2 separate regions of the Mus musculus genome follow, and region 1 is linked to region 2. A link is a contact called in public Hi-C data. All regions are on one chromosome and are shown on one strand. The core of a region is the stretch at or near the end of the contact, and the rest is flanking DNA. Distances in the headings are between cores, read along the strand shown.

Region 1 (7,001 bases), core at 2,285-4,784, 520 kb after region 2:
CTGGGCAGACATCTGTTGAATCATGCCATAGGGAAAGGTGCTATGCTTTGAAAATCTAGGCCTGGCCACACTGTAATACCAAGGGGGGCGGGGAAATGGCATGTTTGTGCTTAGGATTCACACACATTTCACAGTTTGCTATTACCTTAGAAGCGCCTGGATTTTGGTTTGGCTGATGGAATTGCCCAAATGTTAGCTTCTGCAGGACCAGAATTCATTAGCACCCTCAAAAGGAACTTGTTATAGGGATATTTTAATGAGACTTCTGTACTTCACAAGTACACAGTTCTTTTTTGACTTTGACACTATGCTCTTAGTACCCAGTTAATTCCAGGCACTGGGACCTGAACACTGGGTTCAGATGCCGGCCGACCCCACTCTCCAGATAATGAGAAGTAGAGCTTTCCATGAGACAGTCTCTCTTCAGTTACAATTTCTGTATTGACTTATTAGTGATATTTATTCTATCACTGCTTACTTTCCATGGTTTAAACTGTTTTATTATTCTCTCAGCAAGTATTTTGTTAACAATTATCTGAAAGCAACCATTTGCTGCTTATCTGTGCACTGACTGAATTAATTTATAAGCAAAAAGGTGTTCTTGTGAACTCAAATATTCATACCTTGTTTACTGAATTAGAGCTAATAAATTAACTAATGACGCCATGCCACAGCCTTCCCTAGATTATAACGTAGAAATTCCACCCTCCCCCTGCCTTGGCCCTGTTAGGAACGGGGGTGGGGGTGGGGGGGCTCTCATTGTTCAGCACTCTCAGAGATAGGGTCCTGCTCTTCTACCTACAAAGGTGTTCACCTACTAGGGTGATAGGCAATGGTCTGGAGTCAGATCAAACATTGTCACCAACAATGTACAGGCCATTAGTCAAACCCTTCAGATGACTGTAGACTTCCATAATTAAAAACACAAAATAAAAGAAACTGTACCTCATGTTTCAACAAAAACGGAGCCACCCAAACGTCACCTCTGTGTCTTGAAATATTGCCCCAAAGATGTAGGTTTTAATAAACACGTGGAAGGCAGCTCTCTAGTGGTAGCAAGAGCCCTCCTCATAACATAGGACCTTCCCACTAGTATGTACAGAGGCAGGGCAGCCAGGTCTACCTCTCTGCATTTTACTACCGAATGCCCAACGTTTGTCCCAAAGGAAATGGAGACTGTATAAAGGACAGGAGAAGGGCTGGACCATACTGACGTTCTCTCCTGCTTCACACTCAACTCCAGGCTGAGTAAGAAAACATCTATTTTCTCTTTCATCTGCTCTTTGAATACCAGGTTTGATCTTCTAGGGCCCCACCCCTTCTTTTACCTCAGCCAAAGAACACTCAGCTACAGCTACCCCGACAGGGCTGGAATCTGCCAGGGAAAGGGATGCAAATATTCAGAAAGGGTGACCTGCCAATCCTCCTCCCCAAACAGCACTCGGTGTGACTTTCACTTTTCCCAGCACTCCCCTCCCCCACCCACCCACCCAGGGCACACCCACCTAAAGGATGGCAACAGGAGATACTATCAAACCAGCATTCTCTGACTGAAAAGTCAGAGTGGCTTCTGGGCAAGAACCAAGATAAGGTGTCTGCCGGTCTAAAACTTAAGATTGTCTGTCACCACTCACAAAACAATCGCTTGATTTCCTGCAATTCAACTGAGCATTGTATGTATCTCTGAAAAAGTTTAGGAAACGCAACAGATTTTAAATCCAAAAGACTTACGTACACAGCATACATACATAAAATTCTAACGTAGGTAAATATGTCTTTTATTATGTATTTGAAAGCACAGACAGAAATCTTTAACCCAGGAAAATGAGATACACTGAACTTCAAGATGTCCAAAAAGATGAGACATAGGCTCTATTTGCAAGAAAAAATATATACAGAGCTGTATTCATTGACCATCTACCATTCATCTGGCAATATGCTGAGTGCATCATACACATGGACATAGTGCCTCTCATAAAACCCAAGACACATGTCTTCCTGTTTTTCAAGTGAATTGGAGAGTCAGGAGTGAATGACCTTGATATGGTAATTGTAGACAGACAACTGGGGAGCAGGGATTTGAACCAGGCTAACTAACTTCAAAGCCCAAGACTTTAACCACTATGGAGAAAACTAAACACTGTATCGTGCCCAAAGAGGCACTGCTAAAACCCTGGGGAGCAGGGATTTGAACCAGACTAACTCGCTCCAAAGCCCAAGACCTTAACCACTATGAAGAAAACTATATCGTTCCTAAAGAGACACGGCTAACACCAGAGACACGGCTAACACCCTATCCATCCAAGGTAAAATTTCATCCTCAGTAGAACTACTTTCCAGAACTAAGATAAATCCATAGGCAGTTTTAACCACTGGCCAGTTCAAAACCTCTTTTGGGGGGGTTTGGTTGGTTGGTTGGTTTTGGTTTTTGGGTTTTTTTGTTTGTTTGTTTTGTTTTGTTTTGTTTTTGATTTTGGGTTTTTTTTGTTGTTGTTTTTGTTTTGTTTTTGTTTTTGGGGGATTGTTTTGTTTTGTTTTCGAGACAGATTTTCTCTGTGTAGTCCTGGCTGTCCTGGAACTCACTCTGTAGACCAGGCTGGCCTCGAACTCAGAAATTCGACTGCCTCTGCCACCCAGGTGCTGGAATTAAAGGCGTGCGCCACCACGCCCGGCAGTTCAAAACCCCTTATCAGCACAGATTCAGCAATATATGCCTTATTGTTCTCAGCGCCAAACATATAAAACAAATATCCTGTAATTCTACAAACTAGAAGAGCTGAGGGCAGAGCAAGTAAACACCGTGGTAGTTCTGCACAAGGAAACGGTTGTTTTCCTCTCATGGGCACAGGACAAGCCCTGTGCGGATAAACATCAATACCGAGAGGCCATGAGGAGTCCACTCGCCAAATATTTACAAGTAGTATTTACATCTACTCTTTCTGGCTTTTTCCACGCCAACTTTTCTAAGCAGGTGTCCCTAATTACAGTCGATTGTTCAAGAGGTGTCTCTGATGTGACCCGACAAGTAGGGGTTTTTTTTTTTTGTTTGGTTGGTTTGGTTTGGTTTGGTTTTTCTAAATTACAGTTTCAACCCCTATATAGAGAATACAGCGGAAAGAAGAAGGGTGACCAATAGGTGGGCGAGGGGTGAGCCCCGCTTCCCCCGCCTGCCTCCCCAGGTAGCTCACCAGGATGCCCATCACGTCGGTCCAGAGGCGGGAGATTGACTCGGAGACACCGGCCTCGGGCTCCAGCTCCCGGGCGGGATCCACCTCCGGCTCAGGCTCCGGCGCCGGGCTAGCAGCTCCCGCGTCCTCCTCCATGGCCGCGTCCCCGTGCGTCCGCGTCCGGGTCCCCGCGCTGCCCACCGCTCGCAGCAGCGCGTCGGCCGACGGGGCGCAAGTTCCCCGCCCGCGGCGTCACCGGGCCGCGCCCCCGCGTCGCATGCCCCAGGCTCCGCTGGGTACGAGCACCACTGCCAGGACTGGCACCTCGATCCCGGGCGACCGCGATTGACAACTCCAGAAACTTTTCCTAGCCCGGCCCCGCGCAGCAACAGGGTAGCTGGAGCAGAGTCCACAACACTGGCTGCGGCGGGGAGTTCACGGGACCAGGGAGACAAGAGCCACACCGCACGGGTGCTGCGTCCTGCTTCGGGGACCGGCTCCGGGTGGCACACCACTCGCCTCTACTGGAGAGTTTGTGCAGGGCTGGGCAGGGGACAGTGACGCCTGTGGACCCGGGCTAATTAGTCCTGGACCCCTCTCTTTAGAATGAGCTCTTCCAACTCCACATGACTCCCTCCCCTCCAGGCTCAAGAAAGCGTTTAGCAACAAAAGGTGCTCTGATGTCAGGCGCTTTGCATGGAAATGAGCCTCAGCCTGGCCAACAAATCGCCTTTTGAAAGCGCCACCGCGCCACGGGCCCGGGGCCCTGCACAAGTCCCCAATCGCGCCATTCACCCGCGCCTTCCGCCACTGAAACTGCAGAAAGTTAATCTTTAAGCCGCTCGCTGAGTTCGAGTTTAAGAGGAGTCCGTATGGTGACAACCCCTGGAATTACAGTCCTGTCTGTCAGGCTTCTTGGAAAACAAAGTGTGACAAAGCTCGCCTGGTCACGAGCCATTGTTTGGGTCGTAAGTCCGGGCGTTTCGGCTCCCGAGTGGCCGCAGTGCTGTGCACTTCTAGGGTTTTCGGATACTTAAATGAGACCCTCTCTGAGCTGTAAGGGTGTGTTTTGTTTTGTTTTGTTTTGTTTTGTTTTGTTTTGTTTTGTTTTGTTTTGTTTTACGTGGAAGAAACAGGCAAGGGGTATGTTCAAAATAAAAGTTAATTTTATGGCCGCTAAGCCCATGCACAGTTCAGGCCTCGATATGTTAATCAAGTGAAAATGCCAGAGGGAAATATCCCTGAAGAGGTCCTTTTTCCCTCTTCTCCCCCTCCTCCTCCTTTTAAAAACCAATCAAAAAATTTTTTCTAAGAGATGACAGTGCCTATCCTATTTGATTTTGTGGCTGCTCACTTTGTGAAACTAAAGAAACCCACGGAATCTGCCCCTTATTAAGGAGGTGGAGTGGAGAGGGGATGAAGTGAGGGTCCCCCGGATAGAACAATTACTTCTGAAGTGTCTTCATCTCTTTCTCAGCTTTCATACATTGAGAACAGCAGTCTAAGTAATGGGTGAATAGCTCTCACCCACAATGTCAAAACGTAAAAAGAAGTAAAACCCTAGCATAGCAGTATGGGCCTATAAGGCTGGGAAGTAGAGACATCGGGATTTTCGTGGCTTTAGTGGCTGCCATTCCAGACAGCTGGTAAGCTCCAGGTTCATGGAGAGATTGATCATGTCTCAAAAAATAAGGTGGTGTATGGTAGAGAAAGACACCTGACATCACTCTGCCGTCCACAGGTATGTGTATAAGTGAATGTACACACACAAGATTTTACCACCCCTTCTCAAACTTTTTTGGTTGGGAGGGTAGTGTGTGTGTGTGTGTGTGTGTGTGTGTGTGTGTGTGTGTGTGGTGTAGTGTAGTAACTGAAGAAGAGCCCTAGAGTCTGAATCAGTGGAGCCAGGCCAGAAGTTTCTCTGGGCTAATGCAGTTCCAGATGTTGGGATTCAGGGCTGGGAGGAGTGAACTAGGTGCCCATTTAACATTTCAAAGTGGACCTGGCCTCTAGATTTTTCCAGAATCCCTCAGTCCCCTTTGCCTGGCCCTAGCCTACCAGACCTGGGCTTCCCCTCCCCCAGGGGCTCTTCCCTATATAATCAGACATTTTGTTTTCTCTCCTTCCTCCGTCCTTCCCTCCCTCCGTCTATTTCTCCCTCAACACTCACTCTCTCTCTCTCTCTCTCTCTCTCTCTCTCTCTCTCTCTCTCTCTCTGCATCCTCTTTCTTAATTTCTCCCCCCCCCCACCCTCTTCCTTTCTGCATGGTGACTTTCCCTGGTCTTGTTCCTTGGGACTGGTGAACCGATTGAGAGCTGCCCCCCAATAAACCTGCCTTTCGAACTTAATTTGTCTTGAATTGGTTTATCCTGTCGTCGGAGAAACCTGTGTCCCAGCTGCCAGCTGCACTGGTGCTGTCTGATGCTAGGAGTCGAAACAAACTCCACTAAGGAAGAAAATGGTTTTATCTATAAAGACACCAAAATAAATGGTGAGAAAAGGAAAATAGACTTTATAGGGATCTTTAAGGTGGAGACATGCAGTCTGCTCTCTGCATAAAAGCCTACAGAGTGAGTTATGCAAGCAGGAGTGGGGTTGGGTCTAAGAAGAACCCATCCAGACACCAATCAGGACTCTATGTCTTTTTGACTCAGATGACCTGAGGGCCTTTCCATGCTACCGTTTCCCTATCCAAGAGGAAGTAAAGTCAAGCTAATTGCTACCCGGCTGGCCCTTCAGAGGCCAGGATGCTTCCAGGTCACCTAAAGCTAGCAAGGCCTTGCTGTAACACATGAGCTACATCTGAACCTTAGCTAGCATTTGGCGCTTATAGCAGGCTGCCCTTTAATCTGCTTCACAGTGAGCTCCCTTTCCTGGCAGTGCCTCTCACCTGGCTGGGGGAAGGAGATAGACAATATGTTGGGGGTGGGCATATGGCTATGTCTATGGTGGCAAATTACATTTTTGCCTGACTGTCTAGTGACCCCTCTACTTCTGGAACAGATAATTTTGACCAGGGGCTTAGTGGTTAAGAGCACTGACTGTTCTTCCAGAGGTCCTGAGTTCAATTCCCAGTAGCCGCATGGTGGCTCACAACCATCTGTAATGGGATCCGATGCCCTCTTCTAGAATCTCTGAAGACAGCTACAGTGTACTCATATAAATAAAATAATAATAATAATAAAGGTGAAACAGAAGTGTTTGTCTCTCTCTCTCTGTCTCTATCTATCTTTGTGTGTGTGTGTGTGTGTGTGTGTGTGTGTGTGTTCTGTCTATTTTTAATGACTTAAGCTTATACACCCCAACACAGACAGAAAGATCAGGAGTTAAAGGCTGGCTTTGGCTATATAAAACACTCAAAAATAATAAACAAACAAACATAAGTAAATGCTGAATCTCCTTATCAAATTTCATGAACTAACTTAAAATGTAACTAAACATTGCCCGAAAATGAGTCTTTTCTCCTACAAATGCCTTCCCAGGTCTTTAAACTATTCCTTTTCCTTTATCAAAGAATTACAATCATCCCTCATCTTCATTTTTCATCTGATTTTGGTCTATGTTTGATTTCCACAAACCCTGTCAAGGTAAGGAAAGTGTAAACTCTGGAGAGAGAACACTAAGATCCTATGGCTCCACGATGCCCTTTCCACCCAGGCTCTCTTCCAGCTTGGCCAATGCTTTTGTTTGTTGATATTATGGATGGTGGTGCTTTGAATAAGAATGGACCCTGTCGGCTCCAGTGTTTGAATGCTTAGACAACTGAGAGTGGTGCTGTTTGGAGGGATTTGGAGGATTTAGGAGTTGAGCCCTAGTTAAAGTAGGTGTGGCCT
Region 2 (7,451 bases), core at 2,863-5,362:
TAAGAAATCAACTTTAAAAGAAGCATTCAGAGTTACTTTAGAAGATTTATAGACTCTATATTTAATTTAGAAAATTTATCTGTGTTTCCCCCCAAAGAAAGCACGTTAATTCTAGGTTCTATTAGCCTGCAACAACTTAATAATGTAAAATAAGCAGCATATAATTCTACTGCCTGTCCCGAATGAAGCAGAGCCTTATTCCATATGCTCTGCTAATTTTTTTCCATCTCTGTATAATTAGAAATACCATTCCTAAAGTAGCACATACTACCTATCCTGTGAATGAGACTTGCATTCTAGCTGTTTGAGCATACCACATTGATGATGACTTTTGATGTTGTAATGGGGTTCATGGGGAATTCCTATCTAGAAGGCTTATCTTCCTATCAGGAATGTTGACAATAGTAGAATAGCCACTGTTAATCTTCAAAGTGGGAATGGAGGCAGGATGCTAGCACATGTCCTCTCAGAGTTCCAAGATCACCTTTATATTCCATGGCATCGAATAGCCTAGGCTCTGAGAGCTGCTGGTCCCTAGGTACCTACAGGTCTGACTGTAAAACAAAACAAATGCCACCTGCCCAAGGCACCTGAAATAGAAGATCAGTGGACCTTTTTCAGGGTGATGTGGGACTTTTCACTCTGATGCACATATCTAAGACTTTTAAATCATATATTAAAAAAAAATTCAAGCCACTACTTTGAGTGCTGTCAGCATAAGACTTTGGAAACCCTTCCCATGTCTGAGCAACAGATGGTGTGTGACCCTCAGTACTGATGGGTCCTTCAGGATTCTGCAGAAAGAACTTTTCGCATCAGACACAAATCATTCACATACATTAGCAGATACTATAATTATTACTGTTTAAAACCAGTGTTTTAGAATATGTGGAAGTTAAATTACTTTCCATTAAATGTGACTATTTTTCCCAGAGAGGAATTACAGTTTTATTAGGTTTTAGCCTTATAAAATATGTATCCTGGCATGGAAGTTTCCACAGGGGACACGTAGCATCGTCCACAAAAATATGTAGAGAGCCCACCAGCTTCAGCAGTGACAACCGTATTTGGAGAATCTTTGAATACATTTGAAAAATACACACATGCTGAGCTGCTAATATGGGGACTGTCTGTTCCAGTGCCTTGCTAGACATTTGACAGTAAGATGAAGTGATTAAATTGAATACACAATGAGAATATTCCAACATCAGAACATGAGACTTTAAATAGCACTCCAGAATGTATGCAGCTATTCTCTGTCAGAGAACTAAATGGGATTTGTTTCTTAATAAATAAAAGTTTATTAGCAATAGGTGAGTGGGAAAAGGAGGGATATAAACAGAGACATGGGAAGACTCCAGACACCCTCTTCCCACCTCTAAACGTACACTGAGACAGGCACACCTGGGCATACCACACACAAACATGCATACACAATTATTTTAAGCTTTCTAGACTATGAAATATAGCACTTACATGGAACTGTGAAAACACATTTTAATGCTCCTTAATTTGGTCTGATGCACAGTACATAATTCAAGCATTCAATAGTCACGCACCCACTCAAAATGAGAAAATGAAGATAAACCAATAAATGCATATTTACATGCATTTTTATTTATATATGTGTGAGAGAGGGCATATGTCACATGTATGCAGGTGCCCTTGAAGGCCAGACGAAGACACCAAATCCACCAGACCTTGAGTTATGAAGCTGCCCAATGTGAATGCTAGGAACTGGATTCAGGTCCTCTGTAAGGACAGCAAGTGCTTTGAAACACTGAGCCATCTCGCCAGCCCATACATACATGTCTTTCACATTTAAGTGTCTGCCTGTGTATGTTTGTGTATGTTTGTGTGTGTGTGTGTGTGTGTGTGTGTGTGTGTGTGTGTGTGTGTGTACAATTTGCAGAGTCAGTTATCTGCTTCTACCTAGAGGAGTCTAGGGACTGAGCTCATGTTGTGTCACACTTGGCTTGATGACACATACTTCTTGCTTGCTGAGCCATCTACCAGGCTTTGAGGATAAGTTTTAAAGAAGTCCATGTGACCTGATTGAATCCTTTATGTCACTGGAATTCCCCAAAAAGAATGACATAGCTTTTTCACTAATAGCTTCTTACTGTGCAGTAAAAATATTTCCTTATTTTGGAACTAATTCTGATAAAAGCAAGAGAAAAATATTTATTTCGTTAGCAATTGGGAATTATATGCACACTACATATGCTATCTTCATAGGAGTAATTCAAATCACTTGTGTTTGAACGATTAAAAATAAAAATATCGATATTTATATAATTAAAATATAAATTTTAATGTTCTCAATTTGTTTTACATATGCCTTAATACCCAAGATTTCAAATAAATGGCATAAGTAAATAGTTAAATATAATAAGTAAAATAAAATTTTCTCTTATTTGAAATAATGGTGGCTGCCTTTTTTACACTCACACAGTAAAAAAACAAAAGATAGGAACCTCGCAGACTCTAGGATTGTGAAACGGATTCTGGGGATCTTTCTTCTCCTACAGACTTCACAGAAGCAGAAACTGGCTTGCAGTGCACAAGAAACAAGTTATTCTTCCTTCGCAATTAAATCAACGTTACTCCAAATTGTAACTCCACCATCATTTACTTAAACTGCATATAACTACTAAAATACTTAGTAACAAGGGCACACTTTTGCTAGGAATAAAATCTACTTAACACAAATTTTCAGATTTGAAAATTAATCAGACTTGAGCTAAATACACAATATGTATGTATGCATGTATGTATGTATATATGTATGGATGTATGGATATGCACAATTCATTAATTAGTGGCATTAAGTAATGGAATTAGGTTAAGAAATGTGTTAGCTAGCACATTTCCACCCTAGGGCTCCTCAGACGGACAAATTGAAAAACCTTCCTGTTAGAGATTTCACACTCTTAACAGGTACTGGATCCAACCCAACGTTAAACTTAAGAAAAGGCTGGAGCCGGTAGGAAATTGGTCTGCTCTTTTTCTGCACATTAAGAAGTCCTTGAAATGAAGTGGCTCTCCTTTGTAATTCAATTGTTCCTTCAACCTTATGTCTTATTGATCTTTTTAGAGAAAAAAAAAAAGCACAAGTCAGCCCGTGCCCTCCTTGAATTACCACGGACTTGCAATGAGTCAGGTTCATCTAAAGGGTACTTTCCCTCTTACACAATGTGGCTTCTTTGAGACTATTTCCAAGAGCTGACACCTCCGTAAAGCATCTTGACAGCTTTCCCGAGAGAGATAAACAACAGAGTGACTTCCAAATTCCGACGTGCATTATGGGTTCTAATTTCAGTTTTTCGGAAAACACTGCTTTTGGTTCCTCTCTGGACATCACGACTCAAAAGTGCATTTAAATTATTGTCAATTCCACTGGCCAGAGAGAATGCAAATAATGAGCAGGCTAAGGTCAGAGAGAATGCAAACGAGCAGGCTAAGGCTACCAGGAAGGATGCCTTTCCTAGAATATACTGCAATGTGCACACTGAAAATGTTCTTTGCATGATTTTAGTGTGTGTGTTTGTGTGCGTGTGCGTGTGTACATATATATATATATTTGTGATTCTGCTTTAATTTCATCCTTGGTTACACAGCTACAATAATTTAAAGTACCAATAAAGGCCAAAGGTCAGATGCTGATTCTCAGTGGCTGATGGAAGGGTATTAAGATATAGCCCCTCCCCTTGGAAATTGGATGAAGACCCTCACAAAAGAGCCTTTCAGGAAGCATTTGGTCCTCTCACCCAATCAGATTCACCCATGCAAGGATACAGGTATCCCTGTCTCCTAAGAATGCAGGTCTCAATAGACCACATCTTGATTTTGGACCTCCCAGCCCTCAGAACCTCCAGAAAAAGACTTGACCTACCCAGTCTCTGAACCTTTCTTAAAGAAGCACAAAGCAGCCCCAGACAGCCCAGGAAAGCCAGACCCTGGTTTGGTATTGCAATTCTCCGGTGCTCTCTTTCTATTTGCAAACACACATCAATACAAGCCAAACTGCTTACTCACCCAGTGCCAACAAGCAACCCAACCTTCACTAGCTGTGAATAGATTACCCTAACCGTAGTGTGTGGCTCCTTTCTCTTAATCCTCTCAACAGCCATACCCTGTAGGGCCTTTTGTCTCTATTCAACATGGGAGGAAGCAGAGGAAAATAGATATTCAGAAATCAGGGCCAACTCCCACCGTTAGCAAAGAGACACAAATTTAATCTGAAGGTTCCTTAAACTCCAGCAGCAAAGTTCCCAATACTGCTGCAGCAATCTTCAGAGGGGGGGAAAAAAAAAGCCCTGCCTCATTGACCATCCTATACCTCAGCGGCCACTGAACAACCCCCATAATGGCTCTATGAAGTACATAGAAGATATTTATCATCTCGGTTTGTTTTTGGCTATACTGGTAGTATTATCCGTGATGCTTTTAAATGACACTACAGAATCATGTTCTAAATCAAAAGACCTGAACTTCTCAAAACCTCATACTGTGCCCACTGCTCTTATCACCACACAACCACTCCAGTGGCATATTCTTTTTAGCCAGAGGAAAGGGGCTATTGGGTTTTAAAGAGAGAAGCAACAAAAAAGAGATGAAGCGCAATATGAGGGAGAGTTTATGACTACGCAAGAAGCAATGACCTCTCTGGACATCCCTGGTTGTAATGTCCTTCAGCAATCTGTAATAGAGTCATGCAGGACAGAGCTTACATAAGTGCAGACTCACTTTGGGTACCTCTGATTGACAGGTGAAAAGATTCCTCCAGGTATATAATTACAACATATTTTCAAAGCCAAAACAGAAGCACAAAGCATGTTACAAACCCTTAAGGAATAATATGGATAGGCAATGTTTCACATACATTGGAATTGCATGCCATGGCTATTGCTATAGGAGATTAGCACAGGGTCTTAAGTGCCATTTGATTTGCGTGCTGGGGGGGGGGGAGCGTGCATGCATACACACATGAACATGCATACATGTGTGCACACCCATTCACACTTTATAGTTTTGCAAGCTGCAGTCAATAACAGGAGTTAAAAGCTACTTTCTCCAAAGGCCATCAATCCTGCAAGGACCAAAAACGCACATTAGTAGCCGGGAGTAGTACTCTCTATGGAAGTTCACTTTTTTGATGCAATTATTTTTATTTTTACTATCACTATCATTATTATTATTATTATTATTATTATTATTATTAATGTATCTGTGTGCAATCAAGCATACTGTGGCATGTGTGTGGAGGTCAGAGGATAACTGGTATGAGTCGGTTCTCTCCTTCCACTCTGGATTCTGGTATTTGAATTTGAGACTTCAAGCTTGCATAGCAAGGGCCTTTAGCCACTGAGCCATTCCGCTGGCCCAAAGCCTAGAGGACTTAAGTCTGTTTTTTACCTGAGCTCTTCTTGCTGCGCAATAGCCTCACAATGGTCATTTTTCTCACATGTCTCACACAGTGAATGCCAGAAGTAAATGGATCTTCGATTTCAGTCATTGAAGGAAAGAGATGGGCAGGTGGGGGTGGGGGTGGGGGTAGGTGTGCCCTGGGGCCAGTCCAGGTGACTTTGTCCTGCTTTCTCTGTAGCTCAAGGAGAGAAAGCTCTCATCCTCAAATCTCTCCACCACTGAAGAGGTAAAATCCTGAGGTCATGATGAGGGTGTGAGTTTGATAGACAGTTGGGAATGGTCCCACCCAGCTTGCCTTTCATTATGTTTAAACAGCAGAAGCTAAACAGTCTAGCCGCTCAGAGTTCAGGCTGGTTCACCTGAACAGCAGGCCATCTTGTTTATTAGCAAGATATCACACTCAGAGACCTGGGAGGAAACAAATAGCTCAAAGGTCCAGAAAAAAATGGTCATCCTGTCTTCATTCATTAGAGCCACAGGCAGCACCCTTCTGTTCAAAAAGCGCTGGCTCCCTTCCCCCTTCCCCCTTCCCCCTTCCCCCTTCCCCCTTCCCTCTTCCTTCCCCCTTCCCTCTTCCTTCCCCCTTCCCCCTTCCCCCTTCCTTCCCCCTTCCCCCTTCCCCCTTCCCCCTTCCCCCTTCCCCCTTCCCCCTTCCCCCTTCCCCCTTCTTCCCCCTTCTTCTCCCTTCCTTCCCCCTTTCCCCTTCCCCAAACAACATTGGGGATACAGCAGGGGCATTATGATTACCTCCCATTTCAAAGCTGTGGAAGTCTCAAAAATCAGCTAAAATCTAAAAGTAAAATTATTTTTTATTTCTAAAGATTAGGAATGGTTGTGTGTGCTAGGAGTTGAACCCAGGTCCTCTTCAAGAGCAATACGTGTTTTTAGCCACTGAGATATAGACATCTCTCCAAGCCCTAAACAAATATTCTTACTTCCAGAAAAATGAGCCCTGTTTTCTATTATACATAACATAAATGGATTTATTGGATTCAAAGAAAGCAACACTGAAACATTAGGTCACCCCTCCGACTGATCATGTTGTCTTCCTATCACCAGGGTTTTGTCATCTTCCAACAGATATCACTTTTCTGGAGGGTGATTTATAGTTTGTCATCAGTGATAAATTATGTCTTTGCCGGTAAAATGAGCCAATTCAAGTCAGATTAGATTATATTAAATGTAGGGTTATGGGGAAGCTACTTTAGGGCTGGCGAGCTCTCTGGCCCCAAGGAAGGAAGCCAAGGAGATTGCCATAGGAAGGAAGAGAGAATAGAGAGATAAAGAGTTCACATACAGAGAGAGAAAGAGAGAGAAAGAGGGGGAGGGAGAGAAGGATGGGGGAGAGAGAGAGAGAGGGAGAGAGAGAGAGAGAGAAAGAGAGAGAAACATAAAATGTCTGGATTATATAGGGAAGAGCCTCTGGGGGTAGGACAGCCTAGCCCCTGGACTGGAAAGTTCAGGGTTAGGGGCAGGGTATGCCAGGTAGGGACTGAGGGATGCTGGCAGAACCTGAAGGCCAGGTCTGCTTTGATAAGTAAAATATGCACCTTAGTCCTTTATTCCAGGGTCCAAAATCAACAACCAGCACAAAGTCCAGCTACTTCTTATGCCATAAGATGTAGACTCCCCCAACCCCCGCTCCACCCGTCCCAAGGTCTTTGGTGTATCTTATTTCAGATTCGTGGGACACTGAGTCTGCTGAACTACAGTCCAGAGATGTGATCAAGGACCTTGTGAAGAGTTGCTTACCTTAAGCTCATTCTCTCTCGTTTTATAGACAATTTCTCAAAGCCACTGTCCCTTATGACGGGAATCATAATCAGTTTAGTTAGCCTTCAACCTCTCAAGATCATTCTAGTTCATAGACAGTCTCCAACTGAATGATGGCTCTTTTCTCAATCTTGTTCACACTTCCACACACTACCTTTCAGATGTAGCTAGATCATAGCTTGCTCAGCTCACAGTTAAGTGTGTGCTCTGTTTGAGAAGATGCTTAGTGCACTTTGGGCAGCAGGTAC

What was found. Hi-C and Micro-C count contacts between places; a contact is called where the count stands out from the background.
Region 1: a Hi-C map of embryonic stem cells shows a contact between it and region 2, with 2.5 times the contacts expected there. The contact joins the promoter of Sash1 here to the enhancer-like site in region 2. A contact is called at or near these places in 1 of 484 Hi-C or Micro-C datasets (embryonic stem cells) and 3 of 115 datasets of contacts at active chromatin or transcription factors (bone marrow-derived macrophages, embryonic stem cells and extraembryonic endoderm stem cells).

The regions. Positions count from the first base shown.
Region 1 is chr10:8,882,536-8,889,536 of GRCm38.p6, forward strand. It overlaps Sash1 (SAM and SH3 domain containing 1), which reads right to left and starts at 3,535. Exons shown (of 20, transcript NM_175155.4): 1 at 3,189-3,535. The coding sequence starts at 3,323.
Region 2 is chr10:8,360,284-8,367,734 of GRCm38.p6, forward strand. All of the region lies in intron 2 of Ust (uronyl-2-sulfotransferase), which reads right to left. Among named protein-coding and RNA genes, the nearest start is that of 4930573G07Rik, 150 kb to the left of the region's middle. Within about 2 kb of position 4,113, at least 27 of the 459 cell types and tissues checked have an H3K27ac peak or open chromatin away from gene starts, as enhancers often do. A contact at or near this core is called in embryonic stem cells, where this site is marked.